4 separate regions of the Mus musculus genome follow, and all the other regions are linked to region 4. The links are chromatin contacts, called in public Micro-C and promoter capture Hi-C maps. All regions are on one chromosome and are shown on one strand. The core of a region is the stretch at or near the end of the contact, and the rest is flanking DNA. Distances in the headings are between cores, read along the strand shown.

Evidence for each region. Promoter capture Hi-C pulls out the DNA fragments that hold promoters and counts their contacts. A called contact is a pair of places that touch in the nucleus more often than the background predicts. Capture Hi-C pulls out chosen DNA fragments and counts their contacts.
Region 1: a promoter capture Hi-C map of liver shows a contact between it and region 4. The contact joins the promoter of Prkag2 here to the promoter of Smarcd3 in region 4. A contact is called at or near these places in 2 of 39 promoter capture datasets (hippocampal neurons and liver), 1 of 484 Hi-C or Micro-C datasets (embryonic stem cells), 1 of 115 datasets of contacts at active chromatin or transcription factors (embryonic stem cells) and 1 of 9 other capture datasets (liver).
Region 2: a contact with region 4 is called in a promoter capture Hi-C map of embryonic stem cells, with 6 read pairs. The contact joins the promoter of 1500035N22Rik here to the promoter of Smarcd3 in region 4. A contact is called at or near these places in 3 of 39 promoter capture datasets (embryonic stem cells and pre-B cells), 1 of 484 Hi-C or Micro-C datasets (embryonic stem cells) and 1 of 115 datasets of contacts at active chromatin or transcription factors (bone marrow-derived macrophages).
Region 3: a contact with region 4 is called in a Micro-C map of embryonic stem cells, with 2.4 times the contacts expected there. The contact joins the enhancer-like site here to the promoter of Smarcd3 in region 4. A contact is called at or near these places in 5 of 39 promoter capture datasets (the 3T3-L1 cell line, cranial neural crest, pre-B cells and 2 more), 2 of 15 datasets of contacts at CTCF or cohesin (the NIH/3T3 cell line and embryonic stem cells), 5 of 484 Hi-C or Micro-C datasets (LSK cells and embryonic stem cells), 4 of 115 datasets of contacts at active chromatin or transcription factors (embryonic stem cells, extraembryonic endoderm stem cells and pancreatic cancer cells) and 1 of 9 other capture datasets (liver).

The regions. Positions count from the first base shown.
Region 1 is chr5:25,099,294-25,101,993 of GRCm38.p6, forward strand. Prkag2 (protein kinase, AMP-activated, gamma 2 non-catalytic subunit) reads right to left here and starts at 1,349. Exons shown (of 16, transcript NM_145401.2): 1 at 718-1,349. The coding sequence starts at 831. Gm42232 (a long non-coding RNA gene) reads right to left here and starts at 710. Exons shown (of 2, transcript XR_880887.2): 1 at 560-710. 2900005J15Rik (RIKEN cDNA 2900005J15 gene) reads left to right here and starts at 1,682. Exons shown (of 1, transcript NR_027851.1): 1 at 1,682-2,700.
Region 2 is chr5:24,984,587-24,987,286 of GRCm38.p6, forward strand. 1500035N22Rik (RIKEN cDNA 1500035N22 gene) reads left to right here and starts at 1,256. Exons shown (of 2, transcript NR_166410.1): 1 at 1,256-1,450. The region is part of intron 3 of Prkag2 (protein kinase, AMP-activated, gamma 2 non-catalytic subunit); the gene reads right to left.
Region 3 is chr5:25,009,112-25,011,811 of GRCm38.p6, forward strand. The region is part of intron 3 of Prkag2 (protein kinase, AMP-activated, gamma 2 non-catalytic subunit); the gene reads right to left. Among named protein-coding and RNA genes, the nearest start is that of 1500035N22Rik, 25 kb to the left of the region's middle. Within about 2 kb of position 1,445, at least 106 of the 459 cell types and tissues checked have an H3K27ac peak or open chromatin away from gene starts, as enhancers often do. A contact at or near this core is called in embryonic stem cells, where this site is marked.
Region 4 is chr5:24,600,681-24,603,380 of GRCm38.p6, forward strand. It overlaps Smarcd3 (SWI/SNF related, matrix associated, actin dependent regulator of chromatin, subfamily d, member 3), which reads right to left and starts at 1,322. Exons shown (of 13, transcript NM_025891.3): 1 at 1,101-1,322. The coding sequence starts at 1,178.

The sequences.
Region 1 (2,700 bases), core at 99-2,598, 500 kb after region 4:
TGATGCTCAGCACTGAGCAAGCTATTCTGCATGCTGCTCCCTCCGGCTGTTTAAGTCAATGTCACCAGAGTCCAACCAAGGTGGCAGGGTATTCTGGGCTGAAGTTAGCAATAGCCCTGTATAGTAAGCCGAGAAAACCTCAAGCCCCCAAATTCCACGAGGCACAAAATATTCCTGGAGTCAAACCACGGGAATCACTGCAAAGGGCTCCAGCCGCGACTCACATGCATCCTGAAATTGGTGTGGAGGGAGAGCTATTTGGGGGTGCTGCCTCACCGTGGCACCCCGCGATATTCCCACCCACCACTCCTTTCCTCAGTCCCCGGTGGCGGCGGCGGCTCCTCAACTCACGCTTCCCCGCACTTCACAAGAGGTCCTTTTCAACAAAACAACACAACTCACCACCCCCCTCCCCAGCACCCGCACCGGCCCGATCCAGGGCTACGCCCAGTCCGCCACCAGGCTTTGCGCACCCGGGAGCGCGCTTCTCGTACTCGCTTCCCAGCAGACACCCTTGCCTCTGTCCTAGACAATCCCATAGCTCCACTATAGTACGGACCAAGATCCAATCTCGGGCTCTGCGGCCCAGCTTGGGCCCTGCCCCTCCCCCTCCCCAGCCTCCCGAAGGGACAGGAGGGACAGGACGGCGCGCGCAGAGTGTCCCTTGTTAACCGCCTAGGCGCCGCGGGAGTCTGGAGCTCCAGGGATGGGACTCACCGGAATGTGCACTCGCAGTGACCGCCTCTTCAGGCTAGGGTTCTTTTTGCCACTGCTCCCGCCCGGGCTGGAAACCTCTTTCTTCTTCTTGGTGTCCATGGCTGCGCTTCCCATAACTTTAGCTAGAAGTTAATTCCGGTGCCTCGTCCCCGGGGTTCGGTCCCCTCGCTGCCTCCCAGGACTGCTGCCGTTACACTGGAGCCACGCGCTTTTTATGACTGTCCTCCCACCCTGAAAACACCTCGTGGGGACTTCCGCGGGGAGGGCGGGTGGCGCAGGTAACACGCGGGGCTCCACCCGAGGGGCTGGCAGTCCGCGGAATGCCGGGTTGGAGCGTCCTCTTTCTCCTACGGAATCATTGGGTGCAGAGTCTCGGCCCGTGCTACTTTTGGTTACGCGTGGCAGAAGTCTTGTGCTGGGTGATAAAGTTTTCCTCCTTCTGCAAAGCGAAGCAACATTTTCCACCTCTCGGCTCCTCCCACAAATTCCCAGAGGTAGTCGGCCAGGCAGGTGCAATTAACAACAGCAATTTGGAAAACAGCCTTCTCGTGTCTGTGCCTCGATGGAAACGGTGGCCAGAGACACTTGGTAGAGAAATGCATAACCCTGGGCCGCACAATAAAGCGACAGGGAGCCTGGGACCCGGAGGGCCTCCTCTTTGGGCGAGAGGGAGGGCAGAGGGGGAAGAGGAGGTGCAAAGGCGAAGACTCGTCGCAATTGGGCTGGCGCGTGGCCGCAGGAATAAACTGTGGCGGCGGCTGGCTGGGTTCTGCGGGCCGAAGGGCGCGCCCCAGCCCCTAGGGGAGAATAGGGCAGGGCGCCCGCCCCGGGCGGCCTCTGAGCCGCGGCCCCCGGGACCCGGGGAACTGTGGGGGCCGGGTCTGGCACCAACGTAGGCTCTGGGAGCGCTGGGCGGTGGCAGGCGGCGCGCGCGTTGAACAGGAAGTGCGCGGCGTGCGGCGCCACTGTCCCACTCCACGCGGCCCACGCTGCCCCCGGGTGGTCGCCGTGCACTCTCTGTCTCAAGGTAGGCCAGCTCCGGACTCGCCAGGAGCTGATTCTGATCCATCTGGTTTTGCTGTGTCTCTGTTTAGGTCCAGCCCCCGGAAACACACACCCGCAGCCCGACCACGCCACGATTGAAGCCCCGGGTCAAAGTGGTTCGGGTGACCGCACTCGCTTCTCGCAACGCCGCCCCCCTGCGGCGTAGGGAACCCCATCCTGTCCAGAGCGGCCTGTGGCGTGGTGAGTGCAGGCTTTTCTCCACAACTTGGTTCTTTTCAGATTCATCAAAGATTGCGCAACAAACCTTGATCTTTGGCAAAGGCGCTCTGGTCTCAGTAAATGCTGAAGTCCTAAAACCACGAGAGGAAATGGGTGCGTCGGAGCCTGAAACCAGGGCGAACACGCCACGTGCTCCCGGATCTTCAGAGCCACTGGCTGCAGATCTGGTACTGCGGGCTGCTCAGGGCCCTGGTGTTCCTCCCAGGCAGCAGGACCTTGGCTTCTGGTCTGAGTGAGGGGCGTGCTTCCTCTCCTGCTCAGAATTGAATACCGGCTGACCCCAGTGATCACTCCAGCTCTTTGAAGCTAACATCAGCCCACCTGCTCCCTGTAAACAGTAATACACGGACAGTACCTATAGCATAAACGTGATAGGGGTTCCTTTGACGAAGACATGACACGGGTAAGGAGATGGCCTTTACTCCTCTTCCTGCTCTCCCACCGTAGAGGATGTGGTTACCACTTTAAGACCATGATTTAGTAAAGGACCTGTCTGTCCCATGAGAAACCCATTGCTGGGTCCAGCAATCCCCTGGATTTCCACGGTACCAGCCAAGTTCCTGCAAATTAGGTAAAACCCTACAGCTGGGGGGAAGGGGGCGATCCTTGGTTCATCAGGTAAGTTTGTATACATCCTGCTACCACACTTTCAAAACAAGAATGAAGTACACCTCCTCCCCAGAGCCCCCAACCAGTATC
Region 2 (2,700 bases), core at 6-2,505, 380 kb after region 4:
TGGGGGATGGGAGAAGCGGAGGGTGTCTCCCCACTGGTTCCTGGCAGTGGGCTTTCCCACAAAGGCCCAAATCCAAGCCCCCCAGCCCCTCCTGGCTGTCCCTGGCTTATGGGCAGAGGTCCTCGTCTTAACATGCAAGTCACCACATTCCAAGCATAGCTCTACATATTCACAAATGTCCACTACCACTTCAGCCCCATGGCAGAGCCAGGGGCTCTGAGAAGCCCCACACACATCTCCCATCACCTTAAAAACAAACAAACAAACAAACAAACAAACAAAACAGCTCCCAAGAACAAGGAAGGCTACAGTGCACCCACTGTGTGCAGACAGCTGTTCAGGGGGACACAGACTCATTCCACCACAGGAAATGCCATCAACAAGTCTCAGATACGACAGGCAGACAGCCACAATTCGGACTCCGTAGGGACAGGTCCCAATTCTTTCCTGCACAACCCCTTCCAGAACAATCTTCAAGCATTTTGAAATGTTTTTGAACTTTCATGATTCGGACAACGTGATCGAATGCATCGAGAGCCATTGCTATCCCAGGGAGGAGCTGGTCCTAGAGTGGTGAGGTCTGTCTTCCCACAGTACTTCCTCCCCAGGAGGATGGGTGGTCCTTCAAGTACCTGAAGGTTCTCCTTCCCCAGGCTCACTCCTGGGGAACACTTGTGTCACAGCGTTCCCAAGCAATTCAGTACTTCAGATGCTGTCGCTAGGAGCTCTCACGCTGTCTGTTCTGCAAACGACAGCAGCCCTACCTTCCAAAAAACACAACCCACAGAAGAAGTAAGACTGAAAAGCTGAACAGGCCAGGTGGAGGGTGCCCGTCAGCAAGACTAGAACTCAGGAGATGGATGTGAGGGTAGGGCTAGCCTGGGGTACATGAAGAGGCTGTCTGGAACATACAACCCGCCTTGGGTAAACTGTGCTTTACTATTGAATGCTTTAGTTCAGAACAAAGGACAGCTGAGGCCTCTACATGGGGAAGAGCCAGGCCACAGCAGTTCTGAGGACACTCTAGTGTGTCCCCTCCATCCTGTTCTTTCTACTCTTGAGTGGGTGCGCGCATACAGAGACCCAGCCGCTGCATCAGCGCATAACTGGATGGGAAGGGTCCTGCCTGCTCTCATTTTCCTTCATTTTTCTATATTAGGGGCAAGATGATCTATTTTTAGTGTGTAGCTGGTGTAAGTCAGGGGTTGCTATAGCAACGGCAAGTGGCTACAAACCCAGTGCCGCTCCGGTTCCCAGTCACAGAGAAATCCTGACAGAAATGCAGCCCTGGAGGATGGAGCGGCCCTGTTCTTGGGGGTTCCTGGCTCCTGTCCTCATGGCGTGCAGTGCCATGGGCAGGCTGAGGCTGAGTGTGCTAGGAAGCAGAGACTATACAAACTAGGAACCGTGAGAAGAGCTGACTGGGAATGGGTGCCAAGCTCAATCACAGGTGAGGAGAGAGTCCTACATTTGTGCAGCTCTTAGACAATAGGCAGAGGCAGGCTGGCATGCACTGCCTGGGCCCAGGGTAGCAGGCAGGGGATTGGAATGGGCTGTCAGTGTTGGTTTGTTGAGTCAGGGTCTCCTGTAGGCTCAAACTCACTCTGTAGCCAAGGATACCTTGAAGTCTTGATCTCGCTATTTTGTCTCTCGAGTGCTGGGATTACAGGCATGAGCAATCATAATTATATAGTGCTGGGAATGGAATCCAAGTCTTTGTGCACACTTTTTATCTACCTACTGATCTACATCCCCACCCTAGGCTGCCTACCTTTTAAGGCTGCCTCTGTGTGCACCTACCACCAGGGGCCCCAGACTGAGCCCAGCAGATGAGAAGGAACCTGGAGACTGAGCGTGCCATCCTCAAAGGCTGGGTGTATGATCTGTGTCCTATGTAGACTGTGGCCTGCCGAGCTCCCTGAGACAACGCTGCACTCAAAGTGTAAAAAAAAAAAAAAAAAAGAAGCCAGGACAATTAATGTCTAGGTTTACAGGCAGTGGGAAATGTGTTTTAAAATGTAGTTTTCTAATGACTCGGGGTAGTGAGGTCAGGGGATGAGCTTCCTCTGGAAAGACAGTGTATTACAGTCCCCCAGAGGAGGGGGTGTGTCACAGCCATGGGGGGGGGAGCGGCATGACAAGGAATGCCAGGCTGCTCAGGAGGCAGAGGAGAAAGGAGAGATCAGGCAGAAGCTTGGCTCTTGTTTCCAGGGAGAAGAAAGGTAACGCAGGTGGGGCAGACAAAGACTGGCTTCTGTGGATGTTTCCATGGGCCTCAGGGGTCTCGGGGACTGGCTCTATCCCCAGCATCACAAAAACTAAACAAAAGATCTAAAATGACCCTCAGTATTAGCAGCAACACCCATCGCTCCCCTGTTGTCTTTACCTTTCTTTAACTTCCAAGAGTTTTCGTCCCCACGGCACAGGGAGGCTCCTTCCTAGAAAGCCCATTGGAGGGGAGTGGACCCTGCTTCAGGGAGGGAGACTGCAGAGGAAGGGGTCTGAGGCCCCCAAGGCTAGATTCCTCAGGCCCTCACACAGCCCAGGCTGTGGGTAGCTCCCCAGGATGAAGCTGCTTCTCTTTCTCTAAATGTCACCATCTGTCCTGTCCTGAAAAATCAAGGTCAGGGCTGCCTCTTGCTGGTGGAATATTTTCATGTCCTCCTCCACCAAGCTTTCAGCCACAGAGCATCCTGTCTG
Region 3 (2,700 bases), core at 195-2,694, 410 kb after region 4:
CTCTGATAAAGAGCCACACTCAGAGCAAGCGGGTGGGGGTGGGGGGGATGTCCAGTCCCTCTACTTAGTCTTCCTGGAAGATCTGGAGCACTGTAACCACACACAGCAATGACATTCCTTTGGTGGTCTGTACATCTGACTTCGGTCAAGACTGAGCAAGGAAAGATACTTCTCCATCTCTGGCCAGAGTGCATCTTGCCAGTCCCACTCTCCACACCCTAGCCAGACTCAACTGGCAGGCCTTTCAAACTCATCTCTACGTCTCTGACCATCTGGGGTTGTATTTTCCAGACTGCAATCACTCTCTCCACCCAGATCATAAAAATCAGCGGTCTTATCTGATAAAGCATGCTAAAATCAGAGACAACGAAGAGATTCCAGAGGAAATCCCGTGTCATGAGAAGGGGGTTCTATGCTGGATGACAACATCGTGTGTGTGTGTGTGTGTGTGTGTGTGTGTGTGTGTGTGTTCACAAGGCAGAGGGGGGCAGGGGCAGGGATGGGGAAGGGAATGTGTGTACAGGGGTGTAACTGTGGTATCTGGAGGCCATCATCTCAGCCGTCCTTCAGGCTCCATCCACCTTGCTTTTTGAGACAGTCTCTCACTAAATTAGTTGAGGTTGGCTGGCCAGCAAGTCCTAGAGGTCCTCTGGTCTCCTCCCAGCCTCCTCTCCTCCCAGGCTGCTACCACACTCACCTAGATTTTTTTTACCTTGGTTCTGGGACTTGAACTCAGACTCCCAGCACACAGAACTGAATCACCCCCCAAGCTCTCCAATGTATCTCTTACTGCAAACAGCAGTTAAGAATTCAAACGAGCAGCAGGGAAGCCGCTGGCTTCATTTGCATGACTTGTTCGCAGGTTTTCAAGTATCCCACAGATGCAAATAGCCCAGGGGCCAGGGTGTGTTCTCCATCTTTTGATTTCCACCTGTCTTGCTGAGGGCTGTGTTAATCTGAGGGCTGGAACAGCCTTTGTGTAATCAGAAGAGGTGGAACCCAGGACAGAGATTTTTTTATTCCTTTTTTTTTTCCTAGTGGGACAAAGATAAGGCCCCAAAGCAGTTCCATCAGCAACGTCAGTGTGCTATTAAGACAAGATTCTGTGTATTGCTCAGTGGGGCTGGAGGAGCTGACCCAATGTTTCCATCTCAGGTCCCAGTGCCACTGCCACACCATGCATCATCAGCTGCTACTTGTTTTCATGCTAGCTGTAAAGTCTATCTTAGTCTAAACCTCAGTCAGGACGATTCTGATCTGCAGGAGAAGGGAAAGGAACAAGAGGAGCTGAGTTCTTGGTCTCAGCCCAACAGAGCGCAGAAGGCAACAGGCCTCCAGGTTACAGTGCCTTCCACTGTCAGCCCTGAGGCTAGAGCTCTGCTGTGGGTGGCCCTCCATGCACTAACTGGGACTGGCCGGATGGTGGCGGTAGAGTGGGTGAGACGGGAAGAGCTGAGAGAAGAGTCAAGCCCAGCGCGTGGTTTCCAAAGAGAGGAGCGAGAGAAGCCAGTCAGGAGGCAACAGACTGCAGAGGGATTTGTGGTAAGAGTTCAGCTCACACACAGGAGGACGGCTTAAGCCAAGCATAGTTAAGCAAGAGTTTCTAGAGGAAAACAAGCCTGAAGTGACGTCCCCAGGGAGGCTGGAGCCCATTGGCTTGATGTCAGGTCTGTTTCAGTGGCTCTCGGATGGCCCTCAGTCCCAGCTGTAGTCTGAGCAGCAGCCACACAAGCTTATGCAAAGGGCACACCCTTCCTCTGGCTTTCCCAACCATTCATTTAAAGAGCCCTGGGCTCCACCATTGAGGCCCCACCTTCCTGACCTCACCTGTAGCTAGCTGGCTAGCTCTTTTCCTCAGGACTGGAAAAAAATGCCCTGCATTCTCCTGCCTGGCACGCCATCTTTGGGCTGTCCAGCAGAGCCCTCTCTGACTCCTTCCCATCAGAGAGGCTGCCCCTGACTCCCCTACACCTAGCACCCCGTCACCCTTCTGATTTTCTTCCCAGCACTTGACACAGCATGGTGATGCCTTGGCCACGTATGTCCCGCTTGCCTCCAGGATGGCAGGGATCAGCTTGTTTGCTGTGGCCTGCCCAGTGCCAGAGGTGTGAACCTTCCTTTTGGCCTCCTGATTCTGCTAGGACGAGACACGTGCAGGGACGGTTCCTGCTTTTTTCTCACAGCAGCGCCTGCTCAAGGTTCAGCATGTGAGGCTATAGCACCCCCTAGTGGCCACAGTACCAAAAAGCCAGGAAAAATGTAAGCAACTGATGGGACAGGCCCAGGACAACGGGACCCCAGCTATGCTCTCTCATTTTACACACCCCCACACTGTGTGAGTGAAATTAGATGTAAGAAAAGATCCAGAAAACAAAGGTGGAAAGGAGGCCAGTAGTAAAGGCATCGCTCCTTGAATGTGGTGAAGACTTAGATGGTGCAGTGGCTGCCCCAAGTGGTTAAATGTAGCACAAGACATCTCAGCTCATCTCAGATGACAGGATGAACTTTTTAGGGCTAAGTAGACAACCAACTTGACGAAGTGCTTGCTGTGCATGCATGAGAACTCGAGCTTGATACCCACATGTAGGGTGCACTGCAATCTCAGAGCTCAGAGGGGGGAGATGGGGAACCCCTGGGACTCAATGGCCAACCAGAAACACCACGTGGGAGCTCCAGGCCAATGAAAAGAACCCATCTCAG
Region 4 (2,700 bases), core at 72-2,571:
ATTTATACCCCAGAGATCCCTATGGCTAGAGAACAGGCTGCCACAGAGAAGCCCTCTTCCCTATCAGCCACTCTCCTATTCATCAAGGCCACTGATACTGTTGGGTCTAATGAGGCCCTGAGAAGAAGGCTTCTAGGGGCCCCCAGGAGCCTGCCATCAGTAACAGCCTCATAAGGGTCAGATTCTGGGGGCCCTTGCCTCTCACTGAAATGGTGCTTCCTGGAGTCACAACCAAATTTGGCCATAGTAAATATGACTGACTCTTCCCTCCATATGCCCAGGCTTAGAGCTCCTCACAGCAGGCTCTCCACCTCAATAGGTTCCTGGGTACCCTCAGACTCCTCACATGTCTTCGTGAGTGTGTGAGTGTGTGTGTGTGTGTGTGTTAGAACGGTATAGTACTATCCCTTTGGTTTCTAGGCCTCATGTCCCCAACTCCTGCCCCTCCTTCACACCTTTGAGGTGTTAAGGTCATCAACTTCTGGTGGCTGAGCCTGCCAAGGAGATCTTCTGACTGCTTAACTTGAGGTCTCACAAGTAGACCCTTCTCAGCTCTGACAGCAGGGCCAAGTCCTCAAGGCCCTCCTGCTAGGATGCAGAGGTTGTTCAGCAGAGAGCTTTTGCTCTTAGGTCACCTGCTCCTAGCTGCTCAGACCTAGTCGGAGTGACCCTGTCCCAAAGGATGAACAGGGACAACAGGCAGCCCTGCCCTAGCTGTGTGTTCGAGTCACCACCCCACCCCCACCCCCAGGGCAGGGGTAACACCTGAGCCCACCAGTAAAAGAATGTGAGACATGTCAGTTACAGAGGGGACCCCCCTCTTGGGGGAGGCACGGTGCCCACATCCCACCCCTTGCCCCTGAGAAGAACCCAAGCCGACGCCTCTCTTCCCGGCCGCCGCGCGCCCATCCCCAGCCGACCGCTTGGCGACGTGTTCGGATGCCAGGGCGCCCGCAAGGTCCCAGGGTTGGGCCGTGACCGTGCGCCCCTCAACCAAAGGGGTGGGAGAGCCGGAGCGCGCCGGCGGCCCCTCCCGATCATCCCTCCATTCAGCCCGAGCCAGCTCGCTCACCCTCCCCCGCTAACTTTCCCCCACTCACCACCCCATGGACCAGAAACTCAAAAAGTTTGCTTTTCGTGGCTTTGCGCGCCCCTCCGGCAACTTCGTCCGCGGCCATCGGGGTGGGCTCAGCGGCTCCTCTCACTCTCTCTCTCTCTTCCTCTTTCTTTCCCTTTTCTGCCTTTTTTTTCCTCCAACTCTCCCCTCTGAGTCCTGCTGGGCTCTCTCACACTTCTACTCGAGCGGAGTGGGGAGGGGGCCCCTTCAGGGCTGCCCTGACGGCCCACGGCCCACGCCGCCGCCGCCGCCCGCCCGCCGCCGCCGCCGCCGCGGCTGCCGCATTCCTGCACTGATAAGACAGAAATAGTCCGGCGGCCCGGGGTCTGCCTGCGACGCGCCGGGGACGGAGCGGCCCTCCTGTGCACTCCGCGTGGTCCAAGCGGCGCACAGAAGCGGCGAGACGAGCCGATCTGCCCGGAGGCTGCGCGATGGGCAGCTGCGCTGCGCCCAGGCCGCCCGGGGCCCATCGGTGGCGGCTCGGGGAGGGAACACCACGGGAGGTGACAAGGGGCTCGCCAGCCACTCTGCCCTCGCCACAAATAGTTTCTCGGTTAGGGAATTCGCCGACATGGCCAGGCAGGGAACAGACAGTTCCAACTTTTTTCCCCCAAGTGGCTCCTGCAGCATTTCTGAGGCCCTTTCCCCTGGGACCAGGCAGGCCAAGTAGGGAAACATTTGCTGGAAGGAATCTGGGGGGGAACCCGAGCCCGAAGCAGGCCTTGCTCCTGTCCCAGGGCCAGCGCGGTGGGTGTGCCGGGCTAGGCGGGCTCCCGGGCGCCCGCAGATGTGTGTGCCCTTGTCTCGCACACCGTGTGTCTGCACCCTTTTGTGGCACGGCGCAGAGGCTGTGGGTGTGGATGTTTATGTGCGTGCACTGACAAACGCCCAGTCTGTGTGCTTCCCTTCACAAGAGCCGCCGAGCCTGCGCGCGTGCGTGCGGGGCAGGACACGGCCTGTGTCTTTCAGCTCTGTTGGAGTCTATTTCTGGGCTTGTGAGTCTTTGTTTGTCTCTGTGCGAGAAAGTGAGGGCAATAGGGGAAATATTTCCGAAAAGGGGACATGGACTGGACTCATGAGAACAGGAGGAGTACATTGTGAGGAATGGCGCGGATCCAGGGTGGGTACTTGGGTGGGTAGGAGGAAAGGGTGAGGCAAGCAGGGCTTGATGGCTTTGGCGCGGAGACCCAGAGAGCTCGGGATTGGTGAAGTCCGCCCCAGAACCGAAGAGAAAGCAGGAGTGTGGGGTAGGAAGACGAGGAAACCCTAAATGGGACAGTGTGGATAGAACTGGCCATCCCTGGAGGGGAGGAAGAACAGAAAGGAGGGGACAAATCCTGAGATCCCTAGGTTGAGCCCAAGCTCCGCCCATTCCACAAGCCACGCCTGTCCCCACCTTCTGAAGGAGGAGTCCGCGGGTTTCAGGACAATCAAGGGTCAGGTTTATGGGCTAGCTGGGGCTGCCGCTGAGAGAGGGACAATGCCTGAGGGAACTTGTGGGAACACATACAATTTGAGCCCTCAAGACCCATTGCACCGAGGGACCCTAACCTTTGGCCCTTCAGAATGTCTTCATGGGTCAG